Linked DNA regions of Mus musculus: region 1 is linked to region 2. A link is a contact called in public promoter capture Hi-C data. All regions are on one chromosome and are shown on one strand. The core of a region is the stretch at or near the end of the contact, and the rest is flanking DNA. Distances in the headings are between cores, read along the strand shown. Region 1 holds the start of Mettl7b (methyltransferase like 7B). Region 2 holds the start of Ikzf4 (IKAROS family zinc finger 4).

What was found. Promoter capture Hi-C pulls out the DNA fragments that hold promoters and counts their contacts.
Region 1: a contact with region 2 is called in a promoter capture Hi-C map of liver, with 3 times the contacts expected there. The contact joins the promoter of Mettl7b here to the promoter of Ikzf4 in region 2. A contact is called at or near these places in 2 of 39 promoter capture datasets (liver and pre-B cells).

The regions. Positions count from the first base shown.
Region 1 is chr10:128,959,494-128,965,021 of GRCm38.p6, forward strand. Mettl7b (methyltransferase like 7B) reads right to left here and starts at 1,495. Exons shown (of 2, transcript NM_027853.2): 1 at 948-1,495. The coding sequence starts at 1,445.
Region 2 is chr10:128,644,715-128,650,921 of GRCm38.p6, forward strand. It overlaps Ikzf4 (IKAROS family zinc finger 4), which reads right to left and starts at 1,279. Exons shown (of 8, transcript NM_011772.3): 1 at 1,007-1,279. The coding sequence starts at 1,093. It overlaps Gm26876 (predicted gene, 26876), which reads left to right and starts at 1,170. Exons shown (of 2, transcript NR_152728.1): 1 at 1,170-1,206; 2 at 2,748-5,097.

The DNA of each region.
Region 1 (5,528 bases), core at 245-2,744, 310 kb after region 2:
CTTGAACTTAGAGATCTGTCTGCCTCTGCCTCCCAAGTGCTGGGATTAAAGGTGCGCACCCAGCTATTTTGTGGTTAAGTTACAAAAAGTCATTAAAAAAAAGTCTTATTGTATTTTAAATACATTCACAAATTTGTGTTGGGCCACTTTCACAACTGACCTGGGGTTGTGGGTTAGATACACCTGCTAGATAGAGGTGTGATCCCAGCCTCTCCTGACATTCTGGTGTCCAGCATAACCCAGACATCCCAGGACTTCTGGCTATAACAGGACTTCCTCAGACCCTTTCCCCCAGTGTGCTCTTCCTAGGGAATTTGTCCACTCCCATACTGAAACTGCAGAAAAGTCACCGGGTCCAGAGCTCATTCTCTAGACCACATCTTGTTCTGACTTCCAGACCTGAACTTCTGATGCCCCGCGTGGCTTCTCTGCACAGATGTCTTAGTGGATCCTGAGACCCAGCACGTCCAGAACAGTTTTTCCATTCCAGCAAGTGGACGATTCATCCACGCCCTCTTCAGTTGTGCAAGCCAGAAACTTCAGAAATCATCCTAAATTCCTCTCTTTCCACACCCTGCTCAAACTCTCATAGACTCGACTCCCCCAACACTTCTACTTGAAGAGTTTTATTTCCCCCACCGCATCCTCCACTAGAACACTTTTAGCCTCCCCCTCCACCTCCTCCACACCATGATAACTTCTTAGACATCAATTTAAACTTCACCACCTTTGGTGTCTTCTCTAGCTTTCCTCACTCCCCTGTGTTTCCATAGTAACCTACGGTGCTCCTTCATGGTCAGATCTCCCAACCGTCAGCAGAGGCACAGGCCTAACAGGCCATTCTGATGGTGTGTTCAGCTGTCAGGTGGTGGGCTACATCAGCGTCCTTTGGAGTTGCCCTACTATGCTTACCTGCTCCAGGCCTATACCCTCCCTGGTCTACTCACCGGCCTCAGGACTCTCTGGACTTCCTGCAGGACCTTTCTGGGGCTCTGCACAGAACATAGCACCAGGGTACAGACCACCACATCCATGGAGCTGTCAGCCAGTTGTTTCATGTTCTCTCCGTAAGCCACAATGAAGCGCTCATATTGGAGGTGCCTGTTCTCAGCCATGCTCTTTGTCAGGAACTTCTCGAAGTTGGGGTTTGGGTCCACACAGGTGACCTTGCAGCCCTGTGGGTAGAACTGGAAGTTGGCACCGGTGCCGCAGCCCAGCTCCAGCAGGGCCACGTTGCCGGAAGTCCCCTTGAGATCTTTTATCTGGCTAAATAGTTCCCGTTTCTTGCTTTCCATCTTTTTGTAGGACCTGGCTGTTAGCATGGCCATGAAGTAAGGGAAGTAGGTTTTGCATATAGGCTGCCAGCAGCCCAGCAGAGCCAGTAGGTGTAGAGGTAGAGTCAGGAGCAGCACCAGCAGCTGCAGAAATAGAACCAGGGCATCCATGATACCAGCTCCTGGTGGAGCGTCTCGTGGAACACTAGAGTTTTGCCTCTGCCCAGGCTGGCAGATGTAAGTCTCCCCTCCTCCTCGGATAGGACTTTGCTCTTTGCCTCCTGTCTGGTAATTCTTTTAATGGGTGGAGCATGTATTCTTCTAGAATCATGGGTCATACAGTGTCACTGGCTTTTCAACAAGTTTTATGTCGGTGAAGGATCAAGGCAGTGCCTGTGTTGCTGTATTATAGAAGATAGTTGAGTATTCTGGCTTGCCTCAGAGGAAGCAGGAAGGGGGCCAGGTGCGGGGGCATGTTTCAGATCACAGCCTCATGGGGGCCAAAAGCTGGGAGCAGAGCAGACTTACTGTTCTCAGATCTGTTCAGGTTGTGCAAGCTAGAAACACCCTCTGGGATTTTATAATCAGCAAAATGCCTTTGTTGTAAATGATGGCCAAATAGAATGTACAGGGTTAGGCCTGATGGTTATGAGAAGGAGGGAGGTTACTGATCAGAAGAAAGATTCTGGGGCTGAAAACAGGCCTCAGCTACAGAGTGCTGGTGCTCGAGGCCCTGAACTGAAAGAGGGCAATTAAAAAAACCTGTGAAATAGTGTATTTAAAAATTTATGTATGTATGCATATATGCATTCCATGTATGCTCTTGAGTGTATGTGTGTTATGGTGCAGTTGTGGAGGTCAAATGACAGCTCCTGGGAGTTGCTTCTGTCTGTCCACCACATGAGTGCTAAGGATTAAACTCAGTTTGTCAGGTTTGTCAGCAAACATCTTTACCTGCTGATTCATCTCAACAAACTCTGATTTTAATGTTATGAGTGTGTGTGTGTGTGTGTGCATGTACATATGCATGTGTGTACGATATGTACCAAGGTGAGCATGTGGAGGTCAGAAGACAGCTTTGTGGAGTCGGTTCTTTCCTTGCCCCTTTATGTAGGTTCTGGGGGTCAAACCCAGGTCTGCAGACGTGCACAAAAAGCACTTTAGCTAGCTCAACCATCTCACTGGCTCTAAGAAGACACTTTTTTTTTTAGATGAATACTCATTTCAAATTCAAGGCCTCTAGACTACATAAGTAGAAGAAAAGGAGGAGACAAGGAAGGAAAGAAACAAAAAGGGCAGGCAGGGAGTGAAAGAATCTGGAGACCTGAGATTAGTCCTGGTTTGGCTATGAGCTCTGTGAGAATGTTCTTACGTATCAAACAAGGAGAAAGAAGCGGTGTGGGGTCCTTACATGACTTCCAGTGTCCTGCCATGCTCCTGCATTTGTATGACCTATGGAGAGTGGGGGTAAGAAGCAAGAAGCTGCCCCAAGAGTCCTTGGGAACGTGATGACAACTCAGTACAGTTAAGTTCACGACCAGGTCAGGGCTGGCATTGATGAAGGGGTTCTCCCAGCATCCTAGTATAAACTCCTATGTTGTTAAAGTCCTGGTTTCTTTTTTTCCCTCATATGCCTGAAGTCTCCCTTAGTGTCTCAGTAAGTCCTCATGGACAGTTTTGAGGGCTGCATAGCAATGCCAGTGGCCCTTTTCTTTTCTTCTCTTTTCTTTTCTTTTCTTTTCTTTTCTTTTCTTTTCTTTTCTTTTCTTTTCTTTTCTTTTCTTTTCTTTTCTTTTCTTTTCTCTCTTCTCTTTCTTTTCTTTCTTTTTCTTTCCTTTTCTTCTCTCTCTCTCTCTCTCTCTCTCTCTCTCTCTCTCTCTCTCTCTCTCTCTTGCTGGGCTGGGCTGGGCTTAAATCTTTTGCAAGGCAACTACTCCACCACTGAGTTATATCCTCAGTCCCAAAGAAAGTGGTTGAATATATATTCATGGAAGTATTGGATGTGGCTGGAGCTCAATGGTCAGAGTTCACTCGGCATTCAGAGGCCTTGCTTCTAGAACCCAAGAAACCAGGTGACACATGTCCCTCATCCCAATAGAAAAAATTAAATCTATCTATCTATCTATCTATCTATCTATCTATCTATCTATCTATCTATCATCTATCTATCTATCTATCTATCTATCTATCTATCTATCTATCTATCTATCTATCTCCATCTCTATCTATCTATCTATCTATCTATCTATCTATCTATCTATCTACCTATCTATCTATCTCCAACTCTATCTCCATATCTATCTATCTATCTATCTATCTATCTATCTATCTATCTATCTATCAATCATCTTTCACTGAAAATAGATTCTTTTCTCATACAGACCATCCTGATCACTTTTTCCTCCCTCCATGCCCTTCCAGTGCTCCTTGGCCTCCCCTCTTTCCTGGAATCCCCTCCATCTCCCATTAGAAAAGAGCAGGCCTTCAAGAGACAACCTAATATGACAAAACAAAATATAATAAGGTTAGGCAAGAGCCTCTACACTGAAGCTGAAAATAGGAGGAAGAGTTCCAAGAGCAGGCAGAAGAGGCAGAGATACGCTCGCTCCTACAGTTAGGAGTCCTACAAAAATGCCAAGCTAACTGGCACAACATATATAGAGGACCTGGGATAGACCCATGCAGGCCTCATTTCTCTGTGTAGCCCTGGCTGTCCTGAAATTTGCTCTGTAGCCAAGGCTGGCCTTGAACTCAGAGATTAGTCTGCCTCTGCTTCCTGAGTGCTTGGCTTAGAGGGGTTCACCACCATGCCAGCTTTATAATTTTTGTTACTTATTATAAAAGCCTGTTTTTTTTGTTTCATATAACTGATTGTTGCTTCACTTATCATTACTTTTGAGTTTTGCATACCTGTTTTTTTATGCAGTCACCTTACTAAAATCTCTCTCTCTCTCTCTCTCTCTCTCTCTCTCTCTCTCTCTCTCTCTCTCTCTCTCTCTCTCCCCTCCCCCGTCCCCGCTTCAGGGTTTCCCTATGTAACCCTGGCTGTCCTGGAATTCCCTCTGTAGACCAGGCTGACTTGGGCCTCAAAGATTCACTTGCCCCTGCCATCGAGTGCTGGAATTACACAGATTATTTTAAAAGACAGTCTTACAATAATAGCAAAGCTGAGAGAAAGAATTTTCCTGTCTAGGTCTGCCCCACATATGCATAGCCTCCACTAAACACTCAATGGCCGTATCATGCTTGTAGAACAGCTTTATAACCACAGCCTGAACATCATGTCATTTTACCTACACATCTCTATTTTCCCCTCAAACTTTACTCTTTATTACCTTTTAAAAAATGGTTAGCAGTTGCATTCTTTTCTTTCATTCTTTTATTACTATGTTGTTTATTTACATTTCAGTCATTGTCCCCCTCCCTCCTACAGTTCCTCATCCCATTCCTCCTCCCCGCTTGCCTCTGAGAGGGTGCTTCCTCCCTCCAGGCCTCCCCTTCCCTGGGGCCTCAAGTCTCTTGAGGATTAAATGCATCTTCTCTTTATTACATATTAAAAATTAAATTTAAAAAGAAATCACATTTTGTGCATGTGTGCACGTGTGTGTGCGCGCACATGCCAAGGAGGTCAAAGGATAACTTGTGAGGGTTAGTTTTTCTACCATGTGGTTCTGGGTCTCGAATACAGGTTGTCAGTTTTGGTGGCAGGAACCTTTACTGGCTGAGTCATCTCATCAGGCCTCTGTCTCTTTTTAAAGGACATGTATTCATGTAATTAAATCTCAGCTACAGTATTGTATCTGCGGATGTAGTTCAGCTGTAGAGTGCTTGCTTAGTTAGAATGCATAAAACTCTGTGTTTTAACCTCAGTCCTGTGTAAACTGTGTACAGTATAGAACACACTTATAGCCTGGTAGTAAGATTCCAGCATGACTCCTTCAGTTCCACGTGTGTGAGCTGCCCCTAAGCCCTGACGGCTCTGTTTCTTGATTTGGTAGTGCTATCTTTCATCACCACTGACACGATCTTACCAGACCGTCACCCTCCCTTGGCTGTTTTGCTGTAATTGCCTGGTGACTGACCCACCCTCTCTTCTATCCACTCTCTAATGGATTCCCACTGTCTTGAACAAAAAACCTGCACTACTTGCTGCTACTTGTAAAGCCAGCACTCACTGTTGGTCTTTGCCAATGTCTCCTGCTACTGCCCCTCACTGTTCAGGTGGAAAGATCCTTCAGTTGCTCATACTCTCTC
Region 2 (6,207 bases), core at 29-2,528:
GTCTACTTTCATGGCACTAAAATCTAAGAAGGAATCTCTGTCAAAGGCCAGAGGGTCTTTGTGAGGCTCCAGAGACTTAGACTTCTAGCCTGAGGCTGACGGGGACAAAGTCAGATTTGGGAAACTCATTCGTTTCCCCTCTCAGCCTCGGAAACCCCAGTGAGGGAATTTCAAATGCCTGGGACTTCCAAGAAATCTCAGACTGTCAAAGCCAAGAATTAAGGCTGCTCTCAGGTATCAGAGACATTTTCTTGGTCAAAGCCATCGTAGATTGGCTGAACCTTCTGGGAGCAAAGCTAAATCGTGAGGTCCACAGCAAAGCAACTAGGAGGTGGAGAAAGGGCAGAAAGGCGGGGAAGGGATGGGGAGCAGTCCCACTAAGCTGAGCGGTCTCACACACCGAAAGAGACCGGCCCTCTCCTGGATCCCTTGAGTGGTTGCCTCTGGGGAATAGCCTGGAGCTCTGCAAGCCGCTGCACTTCTCTGAAAGGGATATCTTTCTCCAGCTTTCTCTTCTTGACCATGGGCTCCAGGTGGCAGGATGCTAGCCTGCTATCAGGGACCAGTCAGTGCACGAGCAAAGAAAGACTGCCACCCCCGGCTCTTCTCTATTGTGGGCAGGAGGCTGAGGCCCCTCACATGTCGGTTCCAGGCTGAAGCATCTGCCGTCAAAGCTCTTCTTCCCATCTCAGGTCTTTCTACTCTCCATTCCCACCCAGGCCTGTTTCGGTATTCCACCCCTGGCTGCTCTACCTCTGTCCCCAAGGCCTAATCAAGATGTCACCACAAGCTCCCACTGTCCAAGTCACGGTCTTCGCTTAGCAACACCAAGCACCCTTTCCCATCCTCCCCAAGTGTAAGGAGGAACGCCCCCTCCCCCCCCCCGCTATACACACAGCCCCCGTCCTCTCCCTCTCCTCAGGCTTGGGAGTTGTTACTGAATTGGTTCCCTAGCCCCATCACCCCCCTACCCCCCCTCCGCTAGCCGCCTTCTGCCTGAACTTACATTATCCTTCCCTTGCCGGTGAGACCCTGGGGTGCGAACGCGGCCGCCGCCTTGGAAACGGCGAGGGAGTGCGGGTGGTGTGTGCATGTCTGCGTCTCGGTGGCAGGCAGGGGTGAGCCCAGCCACTCACCTTCCAGGAAGCGTGGATTCCTGGAAGTGAGGGGAACCGCCGTCATTTCGCAGGCAGTGGCAGCCGCACGGTGAGCAGGGGCCCACGGCTGCAGCCGGCAGAACCGCTCAGCCCAGGGTGTATGTGCTGAGAGCCTCGTGTGTATGTGTGTGTGTGTGTGTGTGTGTGTGTGTGTGTGTGTGTGTGAGAGAGAGAGAGAGAGAGAGAGAGAGGGAGAGAGAGGGAGAGAGAGGGAGAGAGAGGGAGAGAGAGGGAGAGAGAGACAGGAGAGAGAGAGAGAGAGAGAGAGAGAGAGAGAGAGAGAGAGAGAGAGAGAGGGAGGGAGGGAGGCGTGGATGCGCTTGGGGAGGGGGCAGGAGAAAACGTACCAGTGTGTGTGTGTGTGTGTGTGTGTGTGTGTGTGCGCGCGCGCGCGCTAGGCTACAGCATCCCTTTTCCAAGACAGTGGAGAGGTGGGAATGGGGGTGCACAGGGAGTGGGGGTGCAGAGGGAGGGTAGGCAGATGTGTTTGCCCTCCTGCCCAACAGACAAAGAGGAGCTACAAAACAAATGCTTGAGAGGGGGGCAAGTGTATGTGTGTGTGGTGTGTGTGTGTGTGTGTGTGTGTGTGTGAGAGAGAGAGAGAGAGAGAGAGAGAGAGAGAGAGAGAGAGAGGAGAGCCGCAGGCTTGTGGGGAGGAGGAAGGGGGTGTCCCAGGGAAGGCCCAATCCTCTGCCAGCTAGGGAAGCCAAGGCCCCACAGGTCATGGGGCCCGGGACACAGGGGCAGCCTCCAGGATCTAGAAGTGGCAGAAGGCTCCTCCCCTAGCAAACTCAGGCTCCTTTCCATCTGCCTCTCCTTCTGACAATCCCCCTTCCCATCACTGACTAGTGGAGATCTGGGACCCTGAGCTTTTTCTAATCCCTGGTTGGGTCTCCCTGTCTTCCCTCTCTCCCGTGCCTCTGGGGCTCTGGCTTCAGGAGTCCTGGATGAATCCTGTCCTCTATCAGGAGAAGGCTCTTGCTCGCTTTCCTTCCAGAGGAACTGTTCACTGCTGAGCTGACCTACTTTGGAAGACTGCATTTTCTGATTCCAAGAATTTGGGATGGGAGGGGCCATGAAACTTTGGGCTGCCAATCCTTGCACCTCTCTCTCCTCAGGTTCTCTTAAATGTTTCAGGGCACCAGGATAAGCTCTGCTCCATTTGATTTGAGCAACTCAGTTTCTGTTTTCAGTGTCTGTGGTGGGTAGGGTGGAAATCTGTGCTGTAAATTAGTGGACTCTCGTTTCCCCCATTTCTTCCCATGGGAATTATCTGTACTTTTAGAAAGGAAGTTGGGGGGCGTGTGCTTTCAGAATCAGGTTCTATGAGATGGTAACATCCCTTAGTAGAACGAGAGGCCTCCTCTCTTTATCAGGTGGCCAGTGGGGGAGGCGGTGACCTGAGAAAGGGCCAGTAAAAAACCAGACACTGGGGACAACTCTCTGCTTTCGGATCAGCCCAGGAGAGGGATGGAGGTCAAAAATGGGTTCTTACATGCCCTATTATATACCCTCTTGGCCATGTCTGGCCCTGAAGGGGGCATTCTTTAGACCTAATGTCAGTGCTGCCCTGACTTTGTCTTTTTGAAGGTAGCTGCTGACATCTGGAGTTCTCAAAATACACAGGAGTGGTTTGAGTTTCTTATTCGGAGACTGTGCTGGGTCCACTTCGCATCAGGCCAGGCCTGCTTAAGCTTGGTTTCATAGCACAGTGAAGCCTCAGATATTGCCTGCTCGCGTCCAACATACTCCCGAGACACGACTGAGAAGAGCCCACGGCACATCTCCCTAGCCGCCTTCATGGCTTCTCGCTTGCCTTCCTTAGGGCAGGGATTGGATTCTATCCATCTGACAGTAACCACCCAGCACTAACAACTGGGTCCTTGGTGTTCTTGTTGCTCAACAGTGAATAAACCTGACTGAACTGGAGGTGGGAGAGTTGGCTGGTTCCTCAGAAGGGCCTCTTTCAGTTAAAACAGCCCACCTGAACTATGTCATTCTGTCCAGTATGAACTGTGTCACTCTGTGGCAGACACGACACACCTGTACCTGAGCCAGTTCCTTCAGTGTCGGTATCTTTCTGTGAGTTACCAGAGGATGAGGGTGATTCTCACGTGTGTCTGACTGATTTTACCCTCTCCATCTGTACATGTCAATAATTCCTTTGTTGGCTCCACTTTAGAGTAAACAAAATAACTCATAGTCCATTTTCACAATGGCACTCTGGCTTGCTCTACTGAGACAGACTCTTCACATTCTGTGTCAACCAGCCTTGAATTCATAATCTTCCTGCTTCTACCTCCTTGCTGTTGAGATTACAGCCATCATAATCTTTACTGTACTTTGTTGTTGTTTTGAGACAAGGTCTTGTGATATATCCTTGGCTGGCCTAGAACTACCTATGTAGATCAGGCTGGCCTAGAACTGCTTATGTAGATCAGGCTGGCCTTGAACAATACATAGAGATCTGCTTGCTTCTGCACCACCTTGCAAGACTCAACATTTCTACTTTTTAATTTTTTAAAAAAAATTATTTATTATACCTAAGTACACTGTAGCTGTCTTCAGATGCACCAGAAGAGGGTGTCAGATCTCATTACGGATGGTTGTGAGCCACCATGTGGTTGCTGGGATTTGAACTCAGGACCTTTGGAAGAGCAGTCAGTGCTCTTACCTGCTGAGTTCTTTTAACTTGAGTTTGTGCCACCATATAATTCAGGATGGCTTAGAACTCACAATCTCGCCTTAGCCTCCCACAGACTAGTATTAAAGATTTATGATATCATACCTGTTTCTTTGGCCCTGACATTCTAATAGGGTTTTGGTTTGTTTGTTTGTTTGTTTGTTTGTTTTTATCTTAAAGACTAACTTTCAAGCCAGCCTGGACAGTACACATTTATAATCTCAGCACTTTGGGAGTGGAGGGAGGGACACCGAGAGTTCATGTCCAGCTTTGGCTATATAGCAAGTGCAGGGCAGACCAGGCTATAAAAGTCTCCAATCTCAAAGGAAAAACAAACAAACAAATACTAACTCTGTCTTAGGCTCTTTCTTTACTCAGAAAATTGGCCTGATGAAGCTCCTGACTTCATACCCTGGAATGGCAGGGTGCTTGGTTTATGGAGTGCTGAGGTCAAGCAGGGCCTGGTACATGTCAGGCAAGTAGCTTACAGAGCCGTACCCCAGTCCCTCCTTATTTCTTTTTAACTTATTAAACTTGATTGTTCTGATACTTCTACAATGCATTCTTGCAATAAATAGGTAATAATCTATTCTTCTTCCTCTGTAAAGATATTTGGCAGGTGTGAGCAGCCTATAACATGATATCTTGTGGAATAGGTCCAGGAGAATGAGAACTGGGTTCTCCGTCCCTGTCTTTAAAGGATACAAACCAGTGGCCTCCTGGCTGAATTCAGACAGCATCAATTATTATTTTTGTTTGAGACAAGATCTCTCTATTTAACTCAAGCTGTCTTGATCTCTCTATTTAACCCAAGCTGTCTTGAAACTTACTATATAGACCAGGCAGTTCTTGAGCCTACAGAGATCCATCTGCCTTGCCTCCCTCCCCCCGAACCCCCAAGTGATGAGGACACACAGACCTGACTTGCCACATGGGCACTTTTAAAAATATTGAGTGATTCTTTTACTTACTTTGGGAATTGTTTATTTCTTTTTATTTTTAAAATGTATTTATTCTTATTTTATGCACATTGGTTTTGTTTTGTTTTGCCTGCATGCATATTTGTGTGAGGGTGTTGGATCCCTTGGAACTTGAGTTACAGACATAAATAAAATTTGTAACAGGTATGTATGTATGTATGTATGTATGTATGTGGCCTGGAACTCATTGTGTAAACCAAATTTGCTTCAAACTCACAGAAATCTGCCTGCCTCTGCCTCCTAAGGGCTGGTATTAAAAATATGAGCTATCAATCCCAGATTGGTTTTATTTCCTTGATTAGGGGTCTGATTCCATTGTCTTGTCTGGCTTCAAATTCATGCTAATCCTCCTTCCTCGGCTTTCCAAGTAATGGGGTAGCATGTTAACGTCTGGCTTGACTGGTATATGTATGTATGTATATGTATCTTTAGCCTCTGAACTCAGGAGGCAGAGGCAGATGGATCTCCATGAGTTCAAGGCTAGCCTGGTCTATACAGAGATTTCCAGTCCCCTTACCCTCCCTCCCCGGGCCACATGACAAAACCTCTGTCTCTAAATAAAGAAAATAAAATTTGATTTCTGCTGGACACGGTAGGGGTGGTAACATGGTAGCTTATATCTGAAATGCAGCATTTCATAAGGTAGGCAGGAAGAATTACCACAAGTCTGAGGCCAGCCTGTGGTCACATAGTGAGTTCCAGATCAGCTTTGATCATATAATGAAGTGGACACTGAGTAGCAGTGGGGGATGGGGGGGTATTCTCCAGTCTGTGACAGTCCCTGCTGTTCTATTTACTATTTCTCCCCATTTGAAAGTTTCGAAGGGACTGGTGAGATGGCTCAGTGCTTAAGAGCGCCAACTGTTCTTCCAGAGGTTCTGAGTTTGATTCCCAGCAACCACATGGTGACTCACAACCATCTGTAATGAGATCTGATGCCCTCTTCTGGTGTGTCTGAAGACAGCTACAGTGTACTCACAGAATAAATAAATCTTTTTTAAAAAGGAAAAAGAAAAAGAAAAGAAAGTTTGTGAAGATGGTGCATTCTGTTTGGATGGGACACAACTCTATGTTTGGCTGGTGGCCTCAGAACAGATGAAAAAGAAGCACATTCTCCTACTATCTACTTGATTCAGATCATCTATTTTATCCACCTCTATCCCCCTCCCTCTCTGCAGCCTAGAAAAGAACCACTGTTAGAGATATAAAACCATGGGAGGCAGAGGCAGGTGCATCTCTGTGAGGCCGACCTAGTCTACAGAATGGGTTCTAGGATAGGCTATACAGAGAAACCCTGTCCCAAAAAACAAAAACAAAACAAAACAACCAAAACAAACCGAAACAAAAAACTGAGTGGCAGCTGGGACTGACATTTAGTTAAGAAGAA